Regions from separate parts of the Zea mays genome. Here region 1 is linked to region 2. Evidence: chromatin contacts called from public Hi-C data. All regions are on one chromosome and are shown on one strand. Each heading gives the region's core, a stretch centred on a gene start, on an enhancer-like site or on the middle of the called end of the contact. The rest is flanking DNA. Distances are from core to core; before and after follow the strand shown. Region 1 holds the start of LOC100283267 (transmembrane BAX inhibitor motif-containing protein 4). Region 2 holds the start of LOC100273453.

The links. Hi-C and Micro-C count contacts between places; a contact is called where the count stands out from the background.
Region 1: a Hi-C map of leaf shows a contact between it and region 2, with 2.9 times the contacts expected there. The contact joins the promoter of LOC100283267 here to the promoter of LOC100273453 in region 2. A contact is called at or near these places in 10 of 25 Hi-C or Micro-C datasets (bundle sheath, ear, leaf and 2 more).

What each region holds. Positions count from the first base shown.
Region 1 is chr6:156,451,151-156,458,423 of Zm-B73-REFERENCE-NAM-5.0, reverse strand. It overlaps LOC100283267 (transmembrane BAX inhibitor motif-containing protein 4), which reads left to right and starts at 4,526. Exons shown (of 4, transcript NM_001156405.2): 1 at 4,526-4,969. The coding sequence starts at 4,660. It also overlaps the pseudogene LOC100381762.
Region 2 is chr6:156,313,570-156,320,324 of Zm-B73-REFERENCE-NAM-5.0, reverse strand. LOC100273453 reads right to left here and starts at 1,701. Exons shown (of 5, transcript NM_001147890.1): 1 at 1,520-1,701; 2 at 485-685; 3 at 167-333. The coding sequence starts at 1,520.

The DNA.
Region 1 (7,273 bases), core at 3,277-5,776, 140 kb before region 2:
ACTGCATTATGCCAAAGATAGTCGGCGCTAAACTTGTAGCAGCATCTAGGTGTCTAACAACTGAACTATAACAGCATAAGCCTTTGTTGTCTTATCTTCTTGGAATTGGTTTTGATATTTCTAGGATACTTAGTGCCTTATTATGGAAAATCTTGTCATTTCTTCTTTTCCAAATGTTTTACCATGCGTAGATGATAGGCCCACTAAATTATTGCAATCATTTTTTAGATATTTAGCCACCGTGAACTATTAATTGAATCCAGTAAGTTTATTATATATGCATTTTATTTAGGAACAACTTAAACTAAACAGACAGCTATGGACATGATGCATTTGCATAGTTTGAGTGCTTAGCCAGGCTTCCCTTTGGCTTGTAAGGTCTGGAGACCGGAGAGACGATGAATTTGAACTGCCAAATATGACAAAGTGGCTGTACTCTTTTGCCGTTGGATGTTTCATTTGGCATGTACTTCTATACTCTATTTGACTCCAAATAAAAGTCCATATGTACTCATGAACAAGAATTATAATGTAGTGCATAATATTGCCTAATCAATAAACATTATAAGGTAGGTGATTTGCATGTTAGGTCAGGTGAAGGGAATAATAGGAAACATTACAAAAGACACTGTTGCATTTGTATTTCTAGAATATTAAGGAAAAGTTGATGGACTTGTATTCAAGAATAATGATTACAAAGATGCACTGATATTAGAAACGTTTTGACTTTTTTTTTTCTTCCAAACTAAGCCGATGTTATTTTTCATTGCTTCACAGATCCACACTAAGGAAACAATAGGTTGAGTGTGTCTTTCTCTCCATAACCTTTGCTTTTTCATATATTTGTCCTTCCTTGGTAGTTTCGTACCAGAATACCTTTTGTGACTGGTTGCCAAATTTGCATCCTAAAAAATACCTTTAGATTATCATATAATTATACTTCTGAAAGGTTCTCAAAGCTTGATGATTTTTAGTGTGGGAATGTCATCTTTTCGGAAAGAGAAACACCCCCATACAAAGCAACATCTCCGCCATCAACGCCCTCCTCCCCCTCCGCTCAGCTCCTCCTCGCCCTTTCGTCGTCTCCGTGATCTGCTCTGCCATCAACGCCCTCCTCCCCCTCCGCTCAGCTCATCCTCGCTCTTTCGTCGTCGCCGTGATCTGCTGCCTCCATCAACGCCCTCGTATTTGGAATATAGACGGAGGGGCTGCTATGGTAAACAAGACACATATGGTGCCACCTAAATAAAATTTTTGTTTCTGGTTATATTTGTCCCTGACATGTCAAGAGATTAGCGTTGGGTTGCAGTCATGCGATGTTTAAGTCTCCGAGAAGGCAAGAAGTCATTGCCATCATTGCACAGATCTCAAAAGTGAGAGGTAGTTGTTGCCAAAAGATGGGAAATAGATGTATTTTTCATGAAAAAAGGGTATGGATAATTTTTGTATATGATGATTACGTAGATTGGCCCGTAATTTATATTGTGTGGTTTCTGGTGCACCTAGGTTGGCATATGAACAGTTTGTGTTTTGTGATATATTTCACCAAAAGGAATCAGGATGGAGAGACTGCTCATTTTGTGGCAAGGTGAGGTGGTGACCCAAGCCTGCAAATTCTGCGATGAGATCCTCTGCAGTTGAGTGTAGTCTGAGTCCGCGGTGACTTTGTCACTCATGCGGTCGACTGCAGAGGAATCGATTCTGCAAATTCTTGTGATGCCACAGTGTTCTTATGAAACTCTACTGTTTCAGCGCCTCCATTGTGGATGTGTTGCTTCAAAGAACTCCTATGATCTACTTGACAGTGGAGGAATTAAATGTGTCACTTGTATGAAAAATTCAGTAGCTCAGTTTGTAAGTCCCTTTTTGTCACATTATTCACCTTTACTTTTCAAATATTCTGATTATATATTTTTACAGGCTTCTGGCCAAGTGGTTCCAAAGCTTTTTCCATGTCCAAACAATCTGCTGTTTTTTGGTAAAAGCGACGAGTTATTGTCAAGTAGAAAATTTGGACAACCACCCTCTCTTATGTTGGATTCCAGAAATGATGATATTGCTATTGTAAATAAGAGTAATCACTTGTTCATGGTAAGCGGCATAGAGGCTGGACAGAGCAGTAACATCTTGAGACAAAAAGAGATAGAGAATGGTCCAAGGCAGATTAAATGGGAACAACCAACCCTTAATATTGGGGACATGGGAAGACCTTTACTAACTAGGTCTCAAAGTGCATTAGAGTCACCTCAGTGTACTCGAAGAGATGACAATAAGGATCCAACTACAGATAGCACAACAAGTGAATCGTTTCCAGAGGCATGTCTGAGCATGAACCTAGGTATTGCAAACAATGGAAACAGGATGGAGGCTACTTCAACAGCGGAAAGACCTATGCTATCGCCAACGACAGCCATTGCTGAAGGAAGAGATCTTGCCACTGCACTGTCCCCCCACAAAGGGCTCGGCATTTCCCGACCAGACCACCAAGGGTTGGTGAGGGTGCAACTTTTGATCCAACTAGAGACATGTTTCCGCATCTTCGTGTTGCTAGACCACCTGCTGAAGGAAGGGGTCGCAATCAATTACTTCCTCGGTATTGGCCAAGAATAACAGACCAAGAGCTGCAACAAATATCTGGAGAGTATCCTTGATAAGGTCTCCATACATTTGAAATCGTCAACTTCATGGTGACATTGATCTCAGACATTTAGTAACTTATACATCAAGGCTCTAGAATAGCTCATTAGGCTTAAACACGTATAATATGGTGCATAAATTTCTTGTGTAACAGATATAGTTTTTCTTTTATCTTCCTTGACTATATTTTGCAATTTCAAATTCCACAGTCGTTCCATTGTTCGAGAAGGTCCTGAGTGCGAGTGATGCAGGCCGCATAGGGCGCCTTGTTCTTCCAAAAGCTTGTGCCGAGGTAACTTTAACATTTGTTTGGCTTCCTTTTCATAATTTAAGCATGTTTTTATTGTATATTGCCGATTGCCTGATTTATCTTCCAAAAGTTGTTTGGAAGGAACATCAAAAGCATTTGACTTTCCTCCTGTCCGGATTTTACAAAAATAAACATGTTATTATCCTGGATCAGAGTCTACATATATACCATCCATGTATGAGAAACCATATTTGAAGGGGATCGTCATCCTGTACATCGTGTATATTGTTAGAGTATATTTGGTAGTTTAGATATTGTGTCTCGTAGACTGCCATATGTGTTAATATTTGGTAGTTTAGATGTTGTGTCTCATAGTTTGACATATGTATTCGTGGGTTGTCTTATCTTCTAAGTAATGCTATATAAACTGTCTAAAGGGCTCAATGCAATACATTCATCCAATTACACCAATTCTATTCTCCTCCGTATGTTGACATGGAAGAATGAGGCAATTAGATAAGGATATTTGTTAGCTTTCTCATTATTGTCTGAGTCTTTAATCGTAGCAGTAAAAGTTTTGGCACGCTATTATTTTAGTTATTATGATCTGAACAACCCGTTTTATATAGGGAGCTCGTGGCAAATGCATCCTCACAACAGGACGATGGAGCTCAAGGCGTCAAGTGGTGGCTCACTCGGACTCGCGCTCCTCTGCAAGACACTGTTCCCCATGAGGGTTTCCATTACCATTGCGCTCGCATCGCCTGTCACTAGAGCTCTGAGCCATTAGAGGCTCGTTAATTTATGTAAATTTATGTTTTGTTGCAATGCACGGGCACATACCTATAAGATACTAAGATCGAAGATAATATATATATCGTTTGTTTTCAAGTATTACCTAACACTATCTAGATGTACATAAGTTACCATGATATTATGTCTCCGTTGCAACACACGAGCATTCACCTAGTTCAAAATGAAATGCATAGTAAAAACTAGCCATAAAAAGTAAACTAGATCAGGGGCGAAACCAGCCGGGAGATGTGATCGTACTAGTCGATCTATGGGCTGTTAGAAGAGACGGTTGGGCCAAAAAATTGAGAGGTGAATAAGAGTTTTCTAGGGCTAAGCGCGGGGCCAAGGCTGGGTGGCCAGAGGCTAGTATACACCCCTGAACTGGATACCATATGAAAAATAAGCATATAAGAAAGGTAAAATCTTTGACGCGGTTTGAAAAATGAGTTTTGACCAACCATTTATTATGGAAAAAATACCGGGAGCGTGGTATCATCTTATATTGACATATTATCAATATGACCAAACCAAAGTTCAAAAAGTTTCTGATAGGTAAGAACTAATCTGAACTATATGGAGGAGATCAAAGCGACACATCTTTCTTTAATCAGAAGGGAGTAGTACTTATGCAAAGGTCAACTACAGCTACAAGAGCATTTTTCATGTCGATGTTTTTATTCTCTCATGAGAAAAATAATAATTTGTGAGCACGGAACTTACCTAGGCTCGCGTAGTGCACGAGCTTTTGTTTGAGTGCTCCGCCCACCTCCGCCCGATTTGGCCCTACTTTTCAGTGGCCGAGGACAAGTTTGGCAGGATTCACAAGTGCTCGTAGCAAATCTACAAAATCCCCAACCGCCTCTCAACAAAGTCTCCCCACGGAGGTACACAGCTACGCGCAAACCGCGTCTCGCGCGAAGAATCCGCATTTCCCCTTCCCCGCACCGCACCGCACCCAACCCCCGTCGGAGAGAGAGATGGCATCGGTGGCGGAGATGCAGCCCCTCGCGCCGGCGGGGTACCGCCGCGCGCCGGAGATGAAGGAGAAGGTGGAGGCGTCGGTGGTGGACCTGGAGGCCGGGACCGGGGAGACGCTGTACCCGGGGATCTCGCGCGGGGAGAGCGCCCTCCGATGGGGCTTCGTCCGCAAGGTCTACGGCATCCTCGCTGCGCAGCTGCTCCTCACCACCGCCGTCTCCGCCCTCACCGTTCTCCACCCCACCCTCAACGCCACGCTCTCCGACTCCCCGGGCCTCGCGCTCGTGCTCGCCGTCCTGCCCTTCATCCGTAAGCGCCCGTGTTCTCCATCCGGTGTCGGGGTTTGATGTGCTGGGTGGGCAAATCTACTCTTTTCTGGTCATCATCAATTGATTATGGAGATGTGTTGCTGAAACTACTCAAATTGTCGATAAGTTAGGTGAGTTGGTTGGATCCAGATTCTAGAGTGGTCGATGCAGTGCTCCTACTAGGTTTTCTCGTTATTTATGATGAATAGCTGTTTGGATCAGGACTTTGCCATATAGATCTTGGATATAGCCGATCCAAGTTGAACCTGAAATCTGCTCAGATTGTTTTTGCTTTGCTACTGGATAGATATTGCCTAAACTAAGGTTCCGTATGGGGCAATTGGCTTCCTAGGTCTAGTACTTTAATTTAGTCACATATTATTTATGCAGGGGAGGATCCATAGGTGTAGGGGGGCAAAGTAGGCCATGCCCCCCCCCCCCCCCCCCTCAATTATCTATAATCTCTTATACCTAATGTACATCTACTGTTAAGTATAGAAAAAAAAAGTTTTGCGTGAGTTAAAACAGTCCTGTTCTTGACCTTATCGTCGAATCTATCTAGTCCATCCGATCTCGTCCTCCTCCCCAACCTAGTCCTTGCATGTATCCAGCCGTCCTCATTCATTCTGACGCTTCTCAAGCCAGTCCGTTCGGATGCCCCCTTCCTGGCGCCCCGCCCTGCTTATCGTCGTCACGACAGTACGGCACTTGCAAGCTCGTCTACTGTGCAGCATAAATGGGCAATAGCACAGGGCATCCAAATTTTTGGCCCCAAATTTTTTAGTTTTCTGAATATAAATAATACAATAGGATAAGGATTGTTTGATATTTTATAAAATAAACTGTTAGCCTTAAAATAGATAGTATGAGCCAACAATATGATAATAGATCAAATATGAAAGGATTGTTCATATAGTTTTCTTCTTTAAACTTCTATCTTGTATTGATATGAAACCTGAATTTAATGCAAAAGTAGTTTTTTTACGGTCTTATTTGATTTTGTCATGCAGTCTTCTTGGCCCTCTATGAATTTTGGTCCTGCGTCCGCCACTGTATTTATGGACACTAAAGGATGTTATTTTGCACTTGTCTCTTGTGTCAGTTTAATAATGTTTATATGATTGCGTACAACTGATATTTGGCAATTCTATCATGGTATTGCAACACGTTATGAGTAGATGATCTCGTTCAGGCTACATGGTAACTTGCCTTGGTCTAACATGTTCTGCATCATGTTACCAACAAGCTTACATGAGCACTATTGTGCTGAAGACATGTTGTTGGACTCGCGGTTGTATTACCAATGATAAAATGGATATTAAATTGGGAGAAGAGAAATGTGTTTTAGTCCTAAAATGTCTCTCAGCTATATTGTGAATTTGATACTAGAAGTATAATGAGGCTCTTTGATGTCAGGTGTTGGAGAACTTCAGTGGGTACATGAATAAGCAGTATATGGAACCAATTGCATCCCTATGAGTTTTTGTTTAGTTAAACCCGTGGCACAACATTAAAATGGGCAAATTGCACAACAAAATTGAGGTTGGATTGGTACCGATTTCTCTTGTTCCAATTTAATATTTTTCTTGACCATTTTTCAACCCAGCCCTAACGTTGCAACATGTTACAAAGTGAAAATGGTCTCACATAGGCGTCCTAGTGGCTGCCTCCATCTAACATGTTTGACCTACCACTTACTGGTAAGTCGATGTGAGGCCGTTATCGTGCTGATAACGTGTTGTGATATCATGGTCATGTTGCTGATGATTCAATGAAAATATAAATTGAAATGAGAGAGAAGCATCGTTGTCCCAAGCTTTATCTCAACTTTATTTATGCTCTTGATATTGCATGTTGACGAGATCCCTGTCCCCCAGTATAAGGGTTACTCTGAATATTATAAGGAGATTCAGAGGTTCCCTTTCCGATAGAAGCAGCAGTTTGTAGCTGGTTGCCTCTAATGGGCCTTAGTTTAGCTAAACTGTTCACCCGGGAAAAACATATTACAGTATTAAGATGATGCCACTTGCAGACTAGTTCCTTAATTCCTTTCTCTCTTGTTCTAGTTTGATTCTATGTGATTGAGTGATTGATTTTCAACTGCCCATTAATGATGTTGCAGCACATTAGTAACATGATAATGGCCTCACATGATTATGACAGCAAGTTGCCGTGATTTAACACATGTTGTATCATGTTAACAGGAAGTTTAGTTGTGTGTTATTTTGCTGATAATCTGGTGTATTATGATCATGTTGCTGATGAAGAAATACTAATGTCAAACTTGGACAGGAGATATGTGATG
Region 2 (6,755 bases), core at 452-2,951:
ACAGCATATAGAAGGAAGAGTATGGAAAGAATGAAATTTCTGAACTTGGAGACCTAAGTGAATTACATTTACATCAGAGTAGGATCCCTGTACACCAATTAGTCAGCTTTGGGGAAAGAGGCATAGGAAGCTCTGCAAGGATAGAAGTGCTATATCTTTTACAAACCTTGAGACCATTCTCAAATTCCAGCAAAATAGTTGGAATGGATGCGATGACCTGGTCCTCTGTTCTTGAATAGAACTCACCAGCAAGGTCATTCTGCCCAATATCGAACGTGTAGAGTCCCTCTGAGAAGTAATCTTGCTGAGGAATGTATCGGCTGTGCATATCTCCTGCACGAGTAAAAAAACAAAGTTACTTCACCAGCATACCTCTCTAGTCTCAAGTTGTTCAATCTAGAAGGCTTTGGTTGGCTATCAGCTGGAGACGATATTCCTACATTGCTTGGTAACCCACACAACTTTACAAAGTGAGAGGCCGTACCTTCAGACAGGAGCTTAGTGACTTTGTTCTTGAAGGCGAAGAACTGCTTGATCTGGAGACCAAATGAGAATGGGCTGACTGATGTCGGCTTTGCTGGTGTGATCGAACATCCAGCTTGAGCAAAATTAACGCCGGTCCGAAAGCTTGGCGTGCCTAGAGAATCCAGGTACGCGTTGAGGAGTGGCATATCCATTGCCTCCACTGCACGAACGAATTTATGAGATAAGAATTCTATGTTACGAAGAGGAGAGGTATATCCTTTTGATTTTCTGTCTAAAGTTTTTTTAAAAAAAAACACTTTGTGTGTCATTTCTGTTATTCAGTGCAATAAATCTGCACAGTCAAGTTATTTGCTTCGTAATTACTCCTTCGGACCCCCTCACCTTTTCATTGATTGTCAAGTTGCTTAATGGCAAGCACATGGGACTGGGAGGGCTCAATCAGTAGACCCAGGAAAAGAAGGCGGCCTATGGCAAACCAAATCTCACTGATTGCTAAAGAACTCCATTGAAAAGCAGCACTCACTTTCTTGCAGATCTACCAAATCCCACGAAGATGCCGCGACGAACAACAACCACGCTAATTGCAGGAACTGGACCACACACACCAAGCGCAGTTCCTCAACGGATGTTGGAACAGAGCATACAACCACCAGGGAGACAAGGACCATTTGCGAGGTCGCAATGATGCGTCAATCTCCGCTGCCTAACCACCGCACGGGTGTATTTGTCCTGTCCGGCTGCGCACCAGCCTAACTAAACCGTCCATTTTTTTTTCCCAACAACCGCGCGGACGAACTGAACACGGTAGCCAATACCATTCGTATAGGGACCGGTTTCTTGTTGTCTTGTTGATGCACTCGGTGGGCGCCAAGAGCTATCAACAAGGCAGATTCAAGAATACAATCATCCGCCGGCGCACGGTGCACCGATTATCACAGGGCGCAGCGCGGGTGGTAGCGGTCGGTGTAGTAACGAGTGAAATTCAAGGAGATGGAGTCGAGGAGGTAGAGAGGGAGCGAGAGAGCGGGCGTACTGAGGAAGTCGATGACGAGGCGGCCGTCGCAGAAGCGGCCGGCGGGCCCGCCGAAGAAGCTGGAGCCGTAGGGCGGGAAGATGGACTCGAAGCCGGCGGCCACGCGCCCGCCGGTGTCGGAGTTGGAGTCCCCGAAGTTGAACACCGCCGGGAAGTTGAATTCGGTGGACGCCGTCACGCGGCCGCCACCGCCGCCGCCGAGGCAGAGCAGCGCCACGATGAGGAGCAGCGCAGAGAAACGCATGGCCGCGGCAGGACAGGCCGTTGGGGCTCTCCTGCCCAGCTCCCTGCTTCACCCCACTCTCTGCTCTGCTGTGATATGATGTGGTGCTGCTTGCTACAACTCCAGGTGAGGACCGAGGAGGAAGAGGTGGTGGAGGGGGTTGCTGATGCTTGAAGCTTTGGAGCAGAGTTGGGGCTGGGGCAGCAGAGACAAGGCAGATTTGATTTGAGTCTGGGGTGTCGGAGGGGGAGGCCATTAATGATTAAAATGGGTGCCTCCTTTTGTTGGTAACTTTTGAGCTTTGGACCTTATGGTGTTAAGATATTCTGAGTATGGGTTGGTAAATGGCTCGGAGGTAACTACAGAGATCGATCGGCAGGGGTACGTAGGGAAACTGTTATAGAAGTTGAAAGAAAAAACAATTTTTATAGTACAGGCGTATGAAACCAATCTCGATTTTAGACATTGTTGTTTCCTTACAACGGCAAGTACGGAGGTAAATGCTATGGAACTCGATCCGTATAGAAGGATTGAGATCCAATTCGTTTCAAAAGCCTGGTTACTCGATATTCGATTTAAAATATCAATATCTATTTAAATTTTATTCGACACTTGATAATATTTATATCCGATTCTAATCCGAAAGGAAAATATAAAAATAAATATAGAAGAAGCAATATCCGTCTGTATCTAATCCGATTACACCTAAATGGCAAGTGCTTCTTTGGATTTGAGGAGAGGCTACCTAGACATGTGTGTAACGCGTGGCTCAGGATTTATCCGCATTGTATACATGGTATGTACCTGGTGAACGCCGCCAAACCAATATTGTAGTGGCCTGTTGTCGAATGACTTTTCACCTCATATCACAGTGGTGCTACGTGTTGGTAAAAAAGCTACCCATGAAGCACATAGGACATTTAATTGGTGTCAGGTTTCAATAAAAGAGATTTATGGCTCTATTTATGTTAGTGTTGTATTAGTTCTCGTTCTATTTCGCACTGCAAACTGTAGTCTTAACCCATAGCAATATTAGTACCATATCAGCTATTTTCTAGATTTAATTGTTATTTGTTTCGTACTCTTTATTTTGGGTACATAATTTAGTTTGTATAGCTTTGCTGTCTAAGTAGTGCTAATGCGCTTAAGCTTTATGCGGGTTGCTCACTAGTATGTATAAGATCTCTGTTTAGTACTAATTGTTTAGAAGACCTTGCTTGCTAGAATTATTTAAGATAGTTCTATCTAGCTCGATATCTTAATTGTTTAACTAATATATTTATAAAGTGCTAGTAAAAATAGCGACGACATAATTTTAGCTAGACTAGTTAGTTTAATTCCATTTTATTTTGGTTAGTCGTTATGTTTAAGTTTTAGAAAAGACTGGGCACACACTGTGCTTCCACTTCTTTGTTCAGAAACTAAAAAGGATAGTTCGCTTACCCTTTAGGTCCTTTTTCCATTGTCTGATATCAGCTAAGGAGCAGAGAAGTAGCATAATTCTAAAGGAAACTGACAGATACAGCCACAAGCATAAGCTTTGTACCATGGACCACCTCATTTCTTAAAAGCCAAGTTCTCCACGGCAACATAGCAGTTAGAGATGTCTAAACGGGTCGGACCATCCGATAAGCCCGTAACCCGATACCGTTTTAGCCCGGCATAAATACAACCTGGCATGTTGGCTATCGAGCCCTGCCAGCCCTGAGCCTAAGGCCACGGCGGGCTCGATCTGGCACGACCCGATTTTTTTCCTTTTTCTCATACACTACCGGAATCCGAGGCTTTGCCGAGTGTTGCATTCTTTGCCGAGTGCCTTTTGTCGGGCACTCGGCAAAGAAGGCTTTGCCGAGTGCCGCACTCGGTAAAGTTAGGCTCTCGGCAAAGAGCCCCTTTACCGAGTGCTAAACACTCGGCACAGGTAGTCACTCGGCAAAGACAAGTTTGCCGAGTGTAACGCACTCGGCAAACGGGGCTCTCGGCAAAGGGCCGTCAGCGGCCGTCCCAGAGCTGACGGCCGTCAGTCTTTGCCGAGAGCCAACGGCTGGCACTCGGCAAAGAGGCTTCTTTGCCGAGTGCTACGTAATAGACACTCGGCAAAGCCCTCTTTGCCGAGTGTCATACCTAGACACTCGGCAAAGTGTATTTTCATTTTTTTTATTTTGTCTCCCAAACTTTTTGTGGTATGTTCCTACACTATGTAGACCTACATGTATCATTTGTGGACAATTATAACATAGTTTACATAGTTAGTAGATTTAGTTCGTTTATTTGAATTTCTTCGGAAAATTCAAATTTGAACTGCAGGTCACTCGAAACTTGGAAAACCGTGCATGAAAAAATGATATTCATGTTACTTAGCATAAGTTACGACCGATTGCAGAAGCGTATCGGAAACTTCGAGCAACATGCTCACTAAACATGGCCGTGAACTTGGCATCCACATGTTTAAAAATTGTATAAAACACAAACAAAGTCAGAACATCATGAAACTTGTCCACGTGTCATGATATCATATGTATAGGCTGTGATAAAAATTTTAGAATGTTTGGAGAAAGTTGTGAGACACTATGTGTAGAAACCTAAGAGATCCACATGAAATAACTAGATTTCGCACAACAATGGATACCGTTTTCGCACAACACACTACGACCAAAGTCGGCCCAATCGGAAAACAACGTGTTCTGGAGTCTTTACGCCGGGGCTTGACAATGTCGATTATTTTGGACGAATTGAAGAAATATATGAGCTCAATTTTTATGGTTCCAAACCTCTTACTCCAGTGATATTCAAATGTCATTGGTTTGACCCTCAAGTGACGAGACGGACACATTCTAATCTTGGGATAGTCGAAATTCGACAAGATTCCACCTTAGCAGGAGACGATGTCTATATCGTGGCCCAATAGGCCACACAAGTGTATTATCTCCCATATGCGTGTCAAACGAAAGAACATCTTAAGGGTTGGGATGTTGTGTATAAGGTATCGCCGCATGGGAGGTTACCTGTTCCTAACGATGAAGATTACAACTTAGACCCGGACACATATGATGGAGAGTTCTTCCAAGAAGATGGGCTAGAAGGGCGATTTGAGATAGACTTAACAGAAGCTATCGGAATGGACGTAGATATTGAAATGGTTGTTGATAAGGAGGATGATGAGGTGCAAAATGATAATGACTTAGTAATCCTTGAAGGCAATGATGAGGTTGCGTCTTCCGATGGTGTTGAGATTGAAATGCTTGATAGTGATGATGAGAGTTTTGATCCGGCTAACCCCGACACATATGAAGATTATTTTTAATCGATGTAATGCTATATGACTTTTTATTTCGCACCTGTTTTTAAATACATCTTTTTATATGTGCTTATTTGTTTACTCTTAATTGCAGGTTGTTGGACAAATATGGTGGGCGGTTTCCTGAGGAGGAGGAGGGGGAGGAGGAGTAGGACGGCGGACGATGCAGAGCAGGCAGCGCAGCAGCAGGAGGCAGAGCAGGCAGCGCAGCAGCAGCCGGCGCCTCAGGACGACGACGACCAGCAGGACGACGACGACCAGCAGCAGGACGCCTCAGGTTCAGGCGGCTCTAGTTCGAGGAGCATCTACCTGCGAGGCCCCGCGAGTCTCCCGCCGCGTCCCATACTTCGGGACAGACGGCCGTTGATTCGGCCGGAAGGGGAGAGGTATGTAACTTTATGTTCTTCATTCTTGTTCATATTATGTGTTCAAAATCATAATATAAACTAATACTTTTTATTTATCACTTGGACATGTCTTGGACGATTTTGGATTATGCTGGGGGTCATCGTCGCCCCCCCAACAACATCCTCGGCCTGCTGTGCAGGGAACACTTCCCTGGACTTGTGGAGTACGCCGGAGTGACGGGCCCAGCCTTCACCTTCGACCACTACGCCGTCGCCCCCGATGCAGTAGACCGGGACGGCAGGGAATTCAATAACAAGGCGGAGCGGGTGAAGCAAGAGCTGTGGGTAAGTCTTAGTATAATATAAAATATGTCGCATTCGTTGCAAATTCTTGAAATAATGTATGGATACATCGTTTTTGTATGCAGGATTTCTTCAGATGCGATGCTGGATACGAGGCTAGGGCGGATGTGGTGGCCACCACGTGCTGTAAGAAGCTCGTCGTGGACATGCACTATGAGGCCCGCATCCAGGCCATCATCACCTACCACGGCTCCGTCCTTGGGGAGAAGGTGACCAAACCTCAAGCCCGAACCATGTCGTTGACCAGGGAGCAGTACATGCAGGTAAAGTCATGCATGTTTGGTACCAGTACTCCATGCATGAATTTTATTTTATCTTCTGATATGCACTTTATGTGTTTACTTTGCAGGTGATTCCACATTGGTGCGCCGCACATCCTCTCTGCTGGGAGCAGATGGTGGATAGGTGGTGTTCGGCTGAGTGGGACGAGGTGCACACAGCTAGCCGGGAACGGCGTTTGCAGATGCAAGGGCCCTCGCACCACCAAGGCAGCCGGAGCCTGGGCCAATATGCCGAAGCATGGGTACGCCACATTTTTATTTCGATATATAGCACTAAGTTAGATATTATTTCTAACTATCTCGTTGGTTTTCGTTGCAGTCGGCGTCACATGGTGGCAGGCCTTGTTCCACCTTCTCGGCCTATGCTATGGCCCATAAGGGTAAGGCGACGTCCGACGTCACCTACAACCCGGATGACGGGCCCGAGGCCTACACCAACCCCGCCGTCTACAGCCGCCTCCATGACTACACCGCCATGGCGCAGGAGGTCCATGGCCCAGACTATGATCCGAGCACCGAGCCTATCGACCCCGATGTGCTCATGAGGGTCGGAGGAGGCAAGAGACATGGGCGGTACTGGATTGCCGACGGGGCAATCGACTCGTCCTCCACTCCCACTCTGTCTCAGGTGAGAGCAAGGAGCACTGGCTCGAGCCCAGCCATTCGACCTCGGCACGACAGCTCACAGCATCGCATTTCACAACTCGAGGTTAGTGCTTCTGTA